Linked DNA regions of Danio rerio: region 2 is linked to region 1. Evidence: chromatin contacts called from public Hi-C data. All regions are on one chromosome and are shown on one strand. The core of a region is the stretch at or near the end of the contact, and the rest is flanking DNA. Distances in the headings are between cores, read along the strand shown. Region 1 holds the start of cacna1db (calcium channel, voltage-dependent, L type, alpha 1D subunit, b). Region 2 holds the start of actr8 (actin related protein 8).

Evidence for each region. A called contact is a pair of places that touch in the nucleus more often than the background predicts.
Region 2: a Hi-C map of hematopoietic stem cells shows a contact between it and region 1, with 2.6 times the contacts expected there. The contact joins the promoter of actr8 here to the promoter of cacna1db in region 1. A contact is called at or near these places in 4 of 18 Hi-C or Micro-C datasets (caudal fin, embryo, hematopoietic stem cells and 1 more).

What each region holds. Positions count from the first base shown.
Region 1 is chr8:63,411,307-63,414,853 of GRCz12tu, reverse strand. It overlaps cacna1db (calcium channel, voltage-dependent, L type, alpha 1D subunit, b), which reads right to left and starts at 1,814. Exons shown (of 44, transcript XM_073911312.1): 1 at 1,614-1,814. The coding sequence starts at 1,638.
Region 2 is chr8:63,546,719-63,550,265 of GRCz12tu, reverse strand. actr8 (actin related protein 8) reads left to right here and starts at 1,920. Exons shown (of 13, transcript NM_001001400.1): 1 at 1,920-2,112; 2 at 3,132-3,302. The coding sequence starts at 1,990. selenok (selenoprotein K) reads left to right here. Exons shown (of 5, transcript NM_001004681.3): 5 at 1-258.

The DNA.
Region 1 (3,547 bases), core at 565-3,064:
AAAACTCAATTGTAATTAATACCACAATCGTTTTTGCCTTGTAAACACGGCAAAACACACAGTACAACACTATAAAGCAACAGTATTTCCTCATACTACGAAGAAACTCGTTGTGTTTACCTTCATTGGGTTCCTCGGGCTCGTCCATCCCCAGCTCCACATTGAAAACCCGTTTTTATTACGTAATATTCCAGTGTGTGTGTGTGTGTGTTTAAATTACAGCATCTCTTCTAGCGTGTTTTACCGTGTGTGTGTGTTTGATGCTGATGCGAGCGCATCTTCCGGCTTTTCACTCCGCGAGAAAACAGATTAAATCCATTGAGCGCCATTAGCAGCGATCGTCACATAATTAAATATGCTTTTTCTGTCGTCACTGCCATCCTCAAAACACCACCAGAGCTGCGGACAGTCCGTCAGGAGAGTTATTAGAAAGAAAAACACTAGTTTAGATTTTATCATCCTCCCTATCCTCCTCCCCCGCGTGCGCGCGCCGAGAACTAGTGCGTCTGTTTTAAATTAAAGGGCTAGTTCACACAACAATTGAAAGTCGCTCACTGTTTACTAGCGGCGAACAAGCGTCGATATTGCAATATGATCATTCGCAATAGTCACATCGCATGTGTTTTGACTTCTGTGATTGTATAATGATTTTTAAATGCACTCATGTATAAGAAAATGTACCATTTGTGACTAACAACTAATAATTTTATTGAATTATTGATATTTTTAGTCAGATACTGTATCTACATACTGTTAGACTCGACAGAACACGATTTATTTCTATTGTATATTTTTCTTTATTGCATTTATGGGATATTTATTAGATTTTATGCACTGCAGAATCTTCCCAATCATCATAAATCCAACTATAGATAGCTAGTCATCGATGAAATTGTGTTCATATCGCAATAAATAACATCACAGAATAAAAAAAATTATCACAATGTTACGATTCTTCCAATATCAAGCTGCCCTAATATTTATTCTCCTTCAAGTGGTTATAATAAACCGTTATGAGTTTCCGTCCTCTGTTAAGCACCAAAGGAAGATATTTTTAAAAATGTTAATCGCTTACTTCTATAGTAAAATTATCCATATTGAGGATATCTCCGTATGGAGAGCTCTGCTGTGACATGCAATGTTAAAAAGTCTATCAATAAAGTCTAAAAAAGTCTAAAATAAAGTCTAACAAACAAACAATATTATCCATAGCATTCCAAATAAATACAATGGAAGTCAATGGTTACAGGTTTCCAACATTCTTCGAAATATCTTCCTTTTGTCCTTCCTTTTGCACAACAGATGTAAACACTTGAAACAAGTAAACTAAGAGTAGTCTAAATTATGACAATCATCATCATCATCATTATTATTATTATTATTATTATTATTGTTATTATTATGGTGAACTGTCCCTTTAAGGCCGTGTTTCGGGGAATAATAGTTGCCTGGAATATTCAATTACCGCTGTAGTACATCTAACAGGCTTTCCAACAGGTCGCTCAGTCTTCTTACACCGAACAATCCCGCTGGATTGACTTAATTCGGAGTTTTTTGGCTTCATAAAGTCAGCATTATTGACATTTCCAGGAAAATCTGCATTTGAATCTTACCTCGGATTCCCAGTACGAACGCCATGCATGTCTGTGTGTCATTCAGTGCGGTGTTTTCTGCTCATTATGGCCATATGCTGAAAGCCCAGGGTTAGTGTGTGTGAGTGTGTGTGCTGGATTACCTGTCTGTAACAGATAATCCAGCATCATAATCCCCTGACTCAAACCTTCTGTGCCACTGAGCTGCTCCAGAACGGAAGTGAATGCGTTTCATATTTAATTAATTAATCGCTGATCTGTCTGATTATGATGTTTTACCACAGTGATTAACCATGAAAATGCATATATTTATATACACACATTATGAAGAAGAGCTTTTATTATGTAATTTAAAGAGGTCTATTTTATTTCTAACTATACTTGGGTGCAAAAATAAATGTTATCTTTATTTTCTTAGTCAAAAGCAAAAGTTTTACTGTTTAACTCAGATCTGTGTTTTTCTGAGGTAAAATTAGTTAAACAGCGACCTCTTGCGGTTTATTTATTCGTTTACATACAGGTCCAACATTTTGGACGATGAAATATATATTTTAATTCGACTGATAATAAAATAATAATGGTTTACAAAATTGTGTGGTACATTTTACTACATCTTACTTAATACTATAGTATTTTATATAGTGAACGGATGCAAGCAGTGTAGCATATATTATTTTTTACAAGATACTTCAGTAAAGTAGTAGTATTTATTTATTTGGGTTTATTTATATTATTTCTATTATCATTTCATTAATTAAATTACAGATTTCGAATGATAAACAATATAACTACACCCACAAGAAAAATAATACCACAGTATACTGTAGGATTTACTATAGTAAAATGTAGCAGATTTTAGCACTATTTAACATTTAATTAATCACATTTCTGAACGATAAGGATCATTTTTAGCTCCACCAACAAGACAAATATATACCATAGATTTACCATTGTAAAATGTAGCATATTGTAGCATTAATTTATTTATTTTGGTAAATTTATTTATCATTTAATTAATTAAATCACATTCTGAAAGATAAAGATCATTTTTTAAACTCCACATACAAGAAAACAAACACCAGAGTATAGTGTGGGATTTACTATGGTAAAATGTAGCATATTTTAGCATTTCTGTATTTCAACTTTATTGTTTTCTTTGTACTCGCATATAAGAAAGTACTACCGTATTTTATAGTAACTAAATATTTTTAAACCTTACCATGGCAAAGTACATGAATGAATCTGTTGTGGTGATTCTACAGTTGCTACGGTAACACCAGAGGTGGGACCAAGTCATTGTTTGGCAAGTCACAAGTAAGTCTCAATTCATTGCCCTCAAGTCCCGAGTCAAGTCCCGAGTCAAGACAGGCAAGTCCCGAGTCAAGTCCCGAGTCAAAGGCAACAAGTCTCAAGTCAAGTCCAAAGTCTTGCAGTTTGATTTTCGAGTCTTTTCGAGTCTTTTTAACAGAAAAATAAAATATATACAGATTAGGTATGGTTGTAAGATCTGTATTAATTAAACAAACCTTTTATATGAAAGAACATTGCTCAGATATATAAAAATACAAAGGCAATTTTCTGAAAAAGTACTGAACAGTGCTGCGTCTCGTCTCCACAGCATAATGCACAAGAACGAGTTCCACCAAAAAAAGACTCCATTTTGCCTCACATCACACAGAAATTGCAGGTCTACTGCTGTCTAATTCATTAAGTTTAGTTGTGCTATGTTATGTCTTCAGTGATCAACTTGTGATTAACCAAAATTACATAACCTCAATGAGGTAGCAGTAGACCAACTCCTGTATATGCTGCAAAGTTAAATTGAGTGAAATTGGAATTTTGTCCATTGAATCTCGTGTGTGCTAAAGAGATGGAGTTGCAAATCCGTCTAGCAGCAATGTAAAATGGTAGCACATATTGTTAATGAAGTAGGCTACTTCATACAAACAATAACG
Region 2 (3,547 bases), core at 671-3,170, 140 kb before region 1:
TGGCATCAATAAAGTAAGTTATGTTGAATTCTGTCCACAATTTTGACTTGTATCGTTGTTGTTTTGGTCATTATATACTGAACATTTCAATATAACGTCTAGTTAATGTCTGTAGAGCTCTTTGGCCTTGTAGAAACTGTGTATTGTTGTATAATTTACCGTATACTTGTAGAAAACTACATTTATTTGAGCTGTCGTGTTACCATAGCAACTTGAAATGTACTACAGTATTTGTTATAAATTACTACTAAAGCATTTCTCATCCATCAAGACTGTCGAGTGAAGGTATTCGGGCTTAACTTTTTATTTTCAGTGTCATGTGTTTCACTAACAGGACATGTCCAGCGGGTGGCGCTAACACCACTGAATTTTCTGTGAGAAAGCGTTTCTCCTCAGGGTTGCCAGGTCTGCAGTTTTCCTGTTGAGCAGAGCTGTTTTCCACAACTTCATTCGCTCGTTCATTCATTTTCTTTTTGGCTTAGTCCCTTTGTTAGTCTGGGGTCGCCACAGCGGAATGAACCGCCAACTTATCCAGTATGTTTTATGCACCGGATGTCCTTCCAGCTGCAACCCATCACTGGGAAACACCAATACACACTTATACACTACATAATTTAGTTGGTCAGTTCCCCTATAGCGCACGTGTTTGGACTGTGGGGGAAACCGGAGCACCCGGAGGAAACCCACGCCATTACAGGAGAACATGCAAACTCCACACAGAAACTGACCCAGCCGGGATTTGAACCAGCGACCTTGCTGCGAGGTGACAGCGCTATCCACCACACTGCAGTTTCCTATTGCAGGGTTGCAGTTAGAAGGGCATCCGCTGTGTAAAACATATGCTGGAATAGTTGCCGGTTCATTACGTAGTTGCGACCCCTAATGAATAAAGGCCTGAGCCGAAGGAAAATGAATGTATGTGCAAGGATGGTGAAACAGAGAGAGCATTTTGTGAGGAGAATGTGCATTATTATTGGCAGGAACTGCAATTAATATACAGAAGAAAAGTCTTAAAGGGGTAGAAAATAAAAATATATTCTTAATACTCGCCTTAAAATTCTAATCGGAGTTTCTTTCTTCCGTTGAACACAAAATAAGATTTACTGAAGAAAGTTGAAAGCCTGTAACCATTGACTTCCACAGAAGGAAAAGCAGATGGTCAATGGTTAAAATATATTATCAAAATATCTTGTTTAACAGAAGAAAGAAACTTGGTTTAAACAAGTAAAGGATGAGTGAATGATGACAGAATCTTCATCTTTGATTAAACTATACTCTAAGATTGTTATGATACCAAATCATTATATATGTCATTATTTTTTTAAATAAAAGTGTATAATGTTTACTAAAGTGATGGAAAATGTGTACTTTATGAATCTTTGATGGTGTATATATTGGGTTGTTTCTACAGGATACAGCTGAAGCCGGAAGTTAACAAGAATTATTTATTAAATTACTTATTAATTGCGTTTTATTAACAGCTATCCCAACCCTAAACCCAACCATCACAGTAATGTAAAAACAGTAATTGTAGTATTTGTCATTTTACTTATTAAACTACTCATTATATTATATTTTATTATCTCCCACTCAACTCTAAACCAAACCCTCTGATGTACACAGGATCACAATAATTACACTTTATTAATGTAATTATCCGCAGCTGTATCCCATCTGTATCTGTACCAATATTGTTTTGAGTATTTATTATAATATTGAAATAGTTTGGGGCTCGTTTTGACCGTTTTTTTTTTTGTTTGTTTGTTTTAAAAAAAAAATTTTTGGCTCGTTTTGACTGTAAAAAATAGGTTTTGTCCTGTGACGGCCATGTTTCGAAGACCTGACAACCCTGTCTCCAGGCCAGCAGATGGCGGGAAAGCGAGCAACCACTCAACCGACGTAAACAAGTAGAAGAAGTCAGTTTCTGATTCACCAGCAGAGTGTTGATGAATGTTCAGTTGATTTAATTAGTTTCTTATCATCATAACCATGACACAAACAGATCGAGATGCGGAGAACGGCCGGGACAGAGAGAAAGACCGGGAAAAAGAGCAGCAGCGCGGCGTGAAGAGACCCATCATGCCCGCCGCGGTACCGGAGCCCGTGCAGGAGGTCAGAAATACAGCCAGGATAAATCAACACACACGTGTTTCTCTGTAGCATTTAAGATAAAAGTGTTACACAAAGTAAGCTTAATTATATCTACAGAATTCAGTGAACAGATGCATCAGTTTAACATTTGAATCAGTGTTAATTTAATGGTAATAAAGTCTGTATCAAATCAAAATTTACTATGCTTATTTTAATAGCACACGTGATTAGTCTTTATGTGAACAATTAATCCGAATAAAAGTAATCCATTGAGACAAATGTTTGTTTTAGTAATCTTTAATCAAAGTATAACCATTAGTTTCTGCTTTGGAATGGCAGATGCTTGTCTGATGACGTCAGTTTGACGACGAAATTTGCTTACCCACGCCCCTCTAGCCGTTAGTTTGCTGCTAGCAGAGTCGTGTTTTTTATATTAAATTTAGTTATAGTAATATTTTGTTTTTTCTTTTAATAACATGCACAGATGAATTGTTCACCACAAAACTAGCTATGTGTGCTAACAAAATAAATTAGTTTTGATTTCGTGTGTATTTTAGTATGAATCTGTTACTTTAATATTATTAATTGTTTAACTTATTAGCACGCAATATTAGTCTTACAGTGGACAAATCATTCGTGCAAGTTAATCCACTGAAAAAAAATGTTTGTCTTGGTTATCAAAATATGACCTCTCGACAGCTTGGACGAAATATGCTTAGCCACGCCCCTCCAACCATTAGAGTTGTGTTTTCGTATTAAGTTTACTTATATAATAATATTGTGGTTGTTTTTTAATTAATTTGTATGTTTGTGTTTGTAGACCGTGTTTATTTACTAGTAACAAAATTGTTTAAAGTTATAGTATAGATTTAGCTAACTGCAGTAATCCTGTGTAAACTATTTGTATTTCTCATAGAGGTAAAGTTGGTTTTATATTTGCACATTCGTTCATTTAGAAGTCTCTATATTGGTTGCCATGTTATTTTGAATATTTGATCGTAATTTCCCTATCTCACACACATTGTCGTTGTGGATTTCAGCAAATTCAAGCCAACTTCATCGTTGTGATTCATCCTGGATCAAGAACGCTGCGTCTGGGTCGAGCGACGGACACATTACCCATAAGCGTCCCTCATGTGATCGCCCGCAGACACAAACACCCCGGCCAGAGCCGCTATGAAGACAAGTGTCTGCTCCGAGAAGGCCTGAATGTGAGTGTTTTGCCACTGTCTGCTAATAAAGTGGACGTTTGTGCTATTTTAATTGTTGCTAATTTTGTTTTGTTGGTCTCCCATAATTGGTTTACATTAAAGTAGAGCTGCACAATATATATATATATATATATATATATATATATATATATATATATATATATATATATATATATATATATATATATATTTTTTTTTTTTTTTTTTTTTTTTTTTGAGCTTTTAATACTATTGAGTGTGTGTGT